Regions from separate parts of the Gossypium hirsutum genome. Here region 1 is linked to region 2. The links are chromatin contacts, called in public Hi-C maps. All regions are on one chromosome and are shown on one strand. Each heading gives the region's core, a stretch centred on a gene start, on an enhancer-like site or on the middle of the called end of the contact. The rest is flanking DNA. Distances are from core to core; before and after follow the strand shown. Region 1 holds the start of LOC107951339 (protein FREE1). Region 2 has its middle 27 kb from the start of LOC121216860.

Region 1 (4,421 bases), core at 841-3,340, 760 kb after region 2:
TCTAGACCTTTTTCATATCTAAGTTTAAAATCTATCAATTTAACACCAATTTGTTTAAGAAATCAACAATGGAAACTTTCAAAAACTTTAACAATTTTTCAAATTGGTTCATGGTCTAGCTAAATCAAGCTCTCATGACCTCAAAAACATAAAAATATAAGAAAATGACTTAATTTACTTACTAATGGAGGTCTGAATGTTTCTTGAATTTTCTTAGGTTTTATTCCTTTAACCTATGAAAAAGAAAAGAAGATGGAGAAGAAAATAAGATGAAATATTTTATTATTTTAAGAAATATTTTATTATTTTAACTTATATTGTTTAATTAGTGATTAATTAACTAATTTAATTATCATTAACATGGTTCAATTTATAATAAACTAATCTTAATTAATATAAGTGGGATATGTCATCAAATGCAACTAACTCATGTTGCAAAATGGTTTAATTACCATTTTAGACCTGTGGCTAATTGTAATTTAAGTCCATAAGTCTTTGGCCAATAAAAAATCTATAGCGATAAGACTTTTATAATTTTGTCTTTATACCTAAATTAAACAATCTATAGACAAAATTGAGGGACCAAACTTTAATATGTTTTTATACCAACTCCGTAAATATTCTTATTTAATATTTAAAAACTCGATTTACAGAAATAGGGTTCCCAAACTACCTTTTTCTGGCACTATTTAAAATCTACCTGTTACATGATTACTATTTCAATTAAACTAAGCAAATTATGAATATTTGATAAACTAAAACAATGAAAATTTCCAAATTTCTCAATCAATTTTAAAGACTCAGAACTTTAACTTCACCGAATCTAGTTAATCAAATATCTCACATTCAATTATTCAATCTATGTAATTACTAATCCAATATTCAATGACATTAACTAGACTCTACCAGTACCTAGCTAAATTAATCCCCCTTCCTCACTAGCTAAATTCGTATACTAGACAAGTCGGGTGAAATCACTAAGAAAAACCCTATTGGGTTGACTAAGGCATCAATTGTATTCCCATCCTAGCGACCAATTAACTCGTTCGTCAACACTACTAAAGTTAATCCTAATCTATTAAGTCTAGATCTCAACCTTAATTTTCTCTTCCAAGAAAAATAAAGATTATCAAATTAATACAACTTGGTGGTTGGGCAAGCAAATTAAATAAGCCTTGGAATGAATAAATAATTAACAAGGATCAAAATAATCAAAAAGAAAATAATTTAATTAACTAAGAAATATGGTTCATTATTATTCTAAGAACATAAAGTTTAGTTCATATTGAGTTGAAAAAACTACACAAGAAAATATTTAAAACAAACTTGCATAAATAAAAAGTAAAAAGAAACAATCTAGAGAGAAAGTAGTTATAAAATTTATGCCAAGCGCTCTAGATCTCTTTTTCTTCTTGTCTTTGCAAGTTGGAAGTTCCTCTTAATGCGAGAGAGTTGTTCTTTATCCCCTCAAGTTTCTCCCTCTTTTCCTCTTTGTTTTTTCCTCTTAAATCTAGTCACCCTTATTTTTTGGTTCTTCAATCACATCGCTTCATTGCATGAAGAAGTTGTAGTGGAATGGACTATTTGCTACCAAAATTTCTAATTTCAAGAGCGTGCTCCACTACATTGAATTAAATTTGGTGGAGTAAAAGATTTTTGTTCACCACTTTTGGCTCTTTGCTCCAAGTTTTTTATTCTTCATCTATGACCAAAAATAAAGAAAGAAAAATAGTAAATGAATCCGAAGTAATTATAAAAATGATAAAAACAAGCAAAAATAAAATAAAAAATAAATAATCTAAAAAACTATAAAATGTAATAAAAACTAACCTAAATGTTAAAATTAACTCTAAAAATAATATGAAAATTATACTAAAATAACTCTAAATATGAGAGTTATCACATCGCATGCAATGCACATGATATAAGTAGTAGTATTCTTAAAGAGTTGTAATATATAATTCAAAAAAATGAAGAAAAAATAAAAGGGTATGGAAGCCCAGCAGGCTTGGAAAGTTATGGGCTCCAATCCAAATATGGGATTCTAGAGGGCAATAATATTTAAATTATTTAACACTTGCTTTCAGAAGACGGAATAATAACCCATCAAATTCGGCATTGTATTAGAAGTTAGCATCAAATTCAGGATTCAGGGCAGATCAGCCATGCAACAAGGAGATTTGAGCTCCTCCTATTATCAACCTTCAAGCCCTAACACCTCCAACCCATCCCAATTTCATCACTCACCTTACGCATCAGCACCGCCTTTTTCCCCTTCCGATTACCAAAATCCTGATCCCTCTTATGCTCCTCCGCCGCCACCTACTCTGTATTCGCAACCGTCTTTCAATCAGCATCCGATCTCGCCAACGTCGGCTCCCGCTGCCCCTTCTTTCCCGCCTTATGATTCACCTGTCTCCCGGCCACCTTATTACCAGCCTTATGATCAGTATCCTAGCTATGTACCTCCTCCGCCAGACTCCAACCCCAACCCTATTCCGCCAGACTATTCAACCCCATATAATCAAATAGGATCATCACAATCCTCTGTCCCTCCTGCTTATGACAACCCCTACGATAATTCCATGAAATTGGATCAAAGCAGTGGCAGTTATTTCGACGACAAATTCGGAGCACGTTATAACCAGAGCAGATACGATATGGGACCCGATCTCTATGGTAAGCGATATGATAGCTATCCACCCTTCGGTGATGATGGTGGATATGGTGATGGGGTTTATGCTTATGAAGGAGGAAAGGTGGAGCCTTATGGAGCACGTGGCACAGCACCAAAATCATCGACTTGGGTCCAATTCGACGATTATGGGCGGACCATTAATTTCCCTTCTGGGAAGGACTCGTCAGGTTCATCTTCTGGTAAGATTGTGAGGGCGGTGCCTAAGGCGGAGACCCTGGAAGCCGTAAAGAGTGGGGTCCAGAAGTTTCGGGTTAAGTTGTTGAGTGAAGGTGGAGGAGAAGGCCCCATGGATGTACTTTGCCAGGTAATTCTTAATTAGAATTGGTTGAAATTGATTTACTTTTGTCTGGAAAGATGAAGTTCCTGGCATCAATTTCAGTATGATGAATTATGTGTGAATTTAAACTGAATGGCTAAAATGATTTGGAGTTTCGTTAGTTCTGTATGGTTAATAAAACATTTTAGTTCATATTGGAAGTGTCTAGTTCTGTATGGTTTATTTATATTGTTGTTCCTATTGACATTAATTGCAGAAAAATGTGTTCTTATATTCATCCAGTACTTTAGACTCATAATATAGCTTAATCTTTTTGGTGTCAGATTGGTTTAGATGGTATTCGTATGCTTGACCCTAACACCAGCCGAACTTTGAGAATATATCCCATTGAGAACATCACAAGATGTGAAGTAAGTTACATAGTATATAAATTTTTAATTTTTTTTTCCTTCCTCAATATGTTTTACTTTGTAATTTTCTCTTTTAATGACGTGGCCATTGGGTATATTTTCTTCTTATGTAGGTGACCGACACATCTACTTTTGCATTCTGGTCGAAGAGCTCTGTTGACATTGAACCAAGATGGATCGGGTTGCAATCAAACAGTTACACTACAAACACCCTTCTGGATATTGTAACAGCTGCAACTGTACAGGTTGGTGTCAGAGAGTTATAATTTTCTTAATTTCTTATGAGAGTAAATTGTTTAGTTCTATCACTTCTTTATTATCATTATTCCCCCCCCCCCGGGGTCATGGTTGGTAAATTCTCTAGAGGTACAGGTTGGTGTCAGAGAGTTATAATTTTGTTAATTTCTTATGAGAATTAATTGTTTAGTTTCCTATCACTTCTTTATTATCATTATTCCCCCCCCCCCGGGGTCATGGTTGGTAAATTCTCTAGAGTCATACTTTGGATGAATTCTGCATTCCTGCAAATGGACACAAAAGCTGGCTTAAAATGCACACTCGGTAAATAATTCATATAAAGACATACACACACATATGTACAAAGTCTACTCATTTCTTTTCAGGAGTCTGGAGAAGGAAAATAGTGAATTATCATTTTGCATGGTTTATTGTAGCTTAAGAAATATATAATCTGCAAGAATAATTACCATTCTCTTAAAACGACCATTAGGAATTTGACAAAAGTGCCTATCAGAAGAGAGAGCAATGGCAATATATTCTAGTTCATTTACAGCGGTCAAAATTTTTAAAATAATTAGCCTTTTAGTCATGTGAAGGATATGGAAAATTGTCATGCTTCTTCTATCAGATTTCTGTATCCTTTAGGCTGTAGTCATCTGTGTGTTTCTAGTGTTTGAGGCTCAAAATGTTTTTCTTTGGAGATTTTGTTGCTTTCTTTCCACTAATCCTCTATCATGTATGGCTTGATTCTTTTTTCATTGGTTGTCCTCTGATTGGTACTTCAGAAATGCGTTCA
Region 2 (4,676 bases), core at 536-3,035:
ACTATTTACACTCAGAAATCTTGAATAATTTCGATCATTGATATAAATTTATCGTCGAATAAACACAATATAAATGTGAGTTCAACATGAACACTAGATGACACAACATAAATGCACGAAGGTGTTAAAAATCAAAGTAAAATAATTTTTTTCATTTAAAAAATAATTAGTGATGTGTTAAATTTGTACCAATATTTAGTACATTGAATATGATTATGATATAAAAAGGGTAACATGGTGGTGTTAACATGAAATTGACACCGATTTTAATAATGTCAACTAGTATTATATACAAAATGATTATATGACACAAGTATAATATGAGAATAATATAAATTAGATTTTCTCCTTAAAAATATATTTTTTAAAATTTATATATTAGTGAAAATAGATCGAGTGATGATGAATTAGTATTTTAATATTATTGAATATATGTTTAATTTTTGGATTTATGATTCTTAATTGATTTATTTAAAAATAATATTAAAGTAGGTAAAAGAATTATGGGTGTTTTTATATTAGGAGTCAAATTGTATTTTTTTTTCTCTCTACTAAAAAATAAATAAATTAGTCCTTATACGTTAAATCAAAGAGAAAATTAGTCCTTTCTGTTAAAAAATTTATTTATTTGTACTGTTAAAAACTTGCGTGGTTGACTGAATAACTAGAAAATGACATGTGACGTGTCATGTGTACATTTTATTGATGTACAATGACTAGTTTTTAATAGAAGAATTGGATGGAATTTTTAATAAAACAATCATTTTGCATTTAATCTAATGTCCAAGGATTAATTTGCCCATCTTTTAAGCAGAGGGGACAAAATGCAAATTGAATCCTGATATAGGGGTGTCCATGTTATTTTACTTATAAAAGTATGAAAAGACAAAATGGCTTCATAATAATATTATAGTTTAAAATAAAAATATTCATGTAATTTCATTATTGAGTTGGTAACCTAACTAAGAGTGACACTAACTTCGCCAAATTTTTAAATATTAAATAATGAATTTTTTTTTATATAAAGGAATTATAAATATATAAAATTTCATATAAATATATAATACCATGAATATGATTATTACATAAAATACAAATACATATTTTTTTAGTTTTTTTTATATATATATTTATGAATTGTAACAAGGACAATACAATTATAAATACAAGTATTAAACTATTATAAATGAACTGTACATTCAAATTATTATAACATAAACAAATTAAGAATTAATATAGTTTAAACTAAAATCAACCAATTACGATTAAGTAGACCAAAACTCTCATATATTATAAAAGTTAAAAACTTATATAAATTAGGCATGATAAATCTTTGAAGCAAAATCTCTACTTTTACCAATTAAATGAGGTAATGATTTGTTAATATATATTTTAAAAATAGTCACGAATTCTTATGAGATTCGATGTGATTAAGCAAGTAAAAAGAGAAACATTGAATTCAATTCAAATTAAGCAATTCCATGATCTGGGATAACAGAGATTATTCCATTAAATGGACAAAGACGTCGTTATACATCGTTTAAATCAAAATTAATAGATGTGAATGAAGGTCACGTGCATGGCACCGACCAATCATGGACCGGAAATTCACATCAAGACTGGCTGGCCTTCTGCCACGTGTACCAATCCCTTAAGGTCTTGCACTGTATTATCACATAAAATATTTAATGTTTTACTCCTATTTTCTATTTATGTGTTGCTCTTGCATAAGATGGTCATTAAATAGTCTTGGGTCCCGCCAAGTGGGATACGTGTATTGCTAGGATTCTTTCAAGTCCCTTTCAAACCAGACCAACATCCTAGAGCCCGAGGGAGTGATCAACGGCTGGTATCTCCTCACCGGCTATTTCTAATTATTCGATCCAACGGCGTCAATCGAATTGACGGCTGCCGCCCAACAGTGTTTCCCAAGCCTTGGACTGCAATGGCTGTCGGTAAATTAGGTGTCTGTGGTAACATTTTTATTATAAAGAAAATGAAAAAAAAAAAGAAGTAAAGGAGAAAGTATGTTACTAGTCCCTGCATTTCTATATAATTTGATATTTACTCCCTATATTTTAAAATTTAAAAACTCAATTCTCTTACTTTTTCAATTTAAAAATCTTAATCCAATAATTATCATATGTTAAAATGTTTATTTTCACTCATATGACATGTCAGATGAGGGAAACTTAATCAACATGCTAAATTGGTAAATTTTGACAAAAAATACTTACTATTTTAATGATTGGATTGGGATTTTTAGATCAAAACAGTTAAAGGGCTTAATTTCTAACATTTTAAATATGGAGAACAAATCTCAAATTTTATCAAAAGTATAGGGCCTAACAGACAATTTTAACGAAAAGTAAATTACAATAAAAAATAAAGTAGCCGTTGGAGACGTGGAGTTTATTACTTGTATAAAAAGAGGCACAGACTTTAAAACACATGAAAGTCAGGAAGAAAAGTAAAATAAATTAAAAATCCAAACCATTTCGGATCCCTCTGGGATCGAAATCGATTTTGTATCTATTTTCTGTTTATCAATAGCATTTTCTAACCAATAATATTCTTTTTCTTTTTACTTTTCATTGAGAAAATCTGTAAAGATTTCCTCTGAAATATATATATCTTGAACATGTTTTTGGGTTCAGGCTTTTGATCATATTATTGCGAAGATCATCGCCTCTTTTTGTTTGATATTGAAAAAGCTTGTTCGTTGTTTGCCAAAGCAAAACCCAGTAGTATTATGGATGGGATTTTCTTGCCATCTTCAGCTGAGAAATCTGTTTCTCCAAACAAGCAACTCAAGAACATTCCAAGGAGACATAGTAGTGGAGCTCACACGAGCATCATCCATGGGGGGGAGGAGGAGGAGGAGGAGGCCTCTTTTTGGCTCCCCTACCTTCTCTTTCCTTCTCTTATCCATTCTATCAGGCTCAGCAGCAACCACCTCTCCTTCCACTTCCACTCCCTAATAAACCTCTTCATACTTCGCTCCCTTCTCGAACCCCAACCCTTCTATCTTCTCCATCTAACCTCAAAAGCAACAGAAACAAAGACCAATCTCTGACCCCTCCAAAGAGATCAAAATCAAAGCAACTCAGTGGGAAATCAGTAGGAGAGCCAAAGAAACTTCAAACCAGACCAACGGAGGGAAAAAAAGCACAAGGTGCAATTAGTAAGCCCTTTGTCATGGCATCAGGAGGACCCCAGGTGGCTGCGAGAGATTTGGAGAGGCTTTCAAGTTCTATCTTTACACTCTCTCCACCACCTAGCAGCTTGCCTTTGCCCAGCTTTTCGCTTAGACCAAAGCTTGGCTGCAAGGCTGAAGCTGGTGGAGGAGTCGATGATGGAGCCACTGACAATCTCCGACGACTCCTACGTCTCCCTTGAAGGGTATTTTCCGTAAATAAAGGCCTGAACAATAATTAAGGGTAAGCAGTAACTTCTGTTCTTCCTTTTTCGAGATTTTCTCCTTAATTGTCTCATGTCATGGGAAATTATAAAGATCACCTCATAATTTTTTTGAGCTGAGGTGCTGGAATAAAAGAAAAACTAGAGTGGATAAGAAGTGTGCTTGCTTCTGAGTTCTAAGGCTTTGGGCCAATAGTTTGTTCAACTTTTCCATTTTCTTTTATAGCGTATTAAGTATATTGTAACTTAGATCCTATGCTGATCATAATGCGATCACCGCCTTGTTTTTGAATCGGGGTGAACATATAAAAGATATTAAGAGTAAGGCTTTGCCATTTTCTTGTGTTTGATAATCTTAAGGCTGTTTCTGAACAGACGATTGCCACATTGCGTATTAAGCACATGCACGCATTTTATGTCTCGATAATAACATCTATGCCAACCAATCTTCACTTCACCTCACCGGATTTAAATCATAGGAGGTGAGAGAAAGCAGCGTGAGCACGCAAATGATAAACTTATATATATTAGGTGCTATTCTGCATGGATCATGCTTTCTTATGGACTTGGAACTTCTCACTATCTTCGGGAATAGTGGCCCAATCTCTCTCTTTTAACCAGCTGAGATAGATATTTACCTTTTCCTCTTAATTTCTTTGAGCAGAAGGCTTCCAAAGAAATTGCAAATTGCATATTTAAGAAATGTTCAAAGATTTTCAAAAAAAAAGTTTTGATTTTTCGTTTTTTTTCTTCAATTCAAATAAAAGAAAGAAATTTTATATGATTATTAAAATAAATAAAAAATGAAAGAAAAGCAGAAAATAATCATAAATAAAGGAAAATAAAAATTGAAAAGAAGGTTAAAGACTAATGGACACAATATAATATAAAGCCCAAGGTTTAAAATGATTGTTTATTTAGTAGTAAATATTTTATTTCTCCATGTACAACAAGTACTAAAGTCACGGCTTCTAGTAATCATATGACTTCATATTGTATGTGCTCTAATCTAAAATATTTGTACATATTTTGTAATAAATGCAATGGATTTTATTTACAAAAATAATATTAATACATACAACAATTTTATGTAATGTTTTCTTAAAAAGAATATCAAAAAATATTTTACTAATATGATGTGCATATTTTATAATGACAAGAATATCTTATCATATATCATATTGAATTATCATATGTCATAAATATAGATATTTATAAATGTGATCCACATATTTTTTTAAAATATTCTTAAAATT

The links. Hi-C and Micro-C count contacts between places; a contact is called where the count stands out from the background.
Region 1: a Hi-C map of leaf shows a contact between it and region 2, with 3 times the contacts expected there. The contact joins the promoter of LOC107951339 here to the enhancer-like site in region 2. A contact is called at or near these places in 7 of 34 Hi-C or Micro-C datasets (callus, leaf and petal).

Annotation. Positions count from the first base shown.
Region 1 is chrA02:31,172,921-31,177,341 of Gossypium_hirsutum_v2.1, forward strand. It overlaps LOC107951339 (protein FREE1), which reads left to right and starts at 2,091. Exons shown (of 10, transcript XM_016886348.2): 1 at 2,091-3,002; 2 at 3,299-3,385; 3 at 3,499-3,630. The coding sequence starts at 2,166.
Region 2 is chrA02:30,418,021-30,422,696 of Gossypium_hirsutum_v2.1, forward strand. No RefSeq gene overlaps it. Among protein-coding and RNA genes, the nearest start is that of LOC121216860, 27 kb to the right of the region's middle. Within about 2 kb of position 1,786, at least 4 of the 9 cell types and tissues checked have an H3K27ac peak or open chromatin away from gene starts, as enhancers often do. A contact at or near this core is called in leaf, where this site is marked.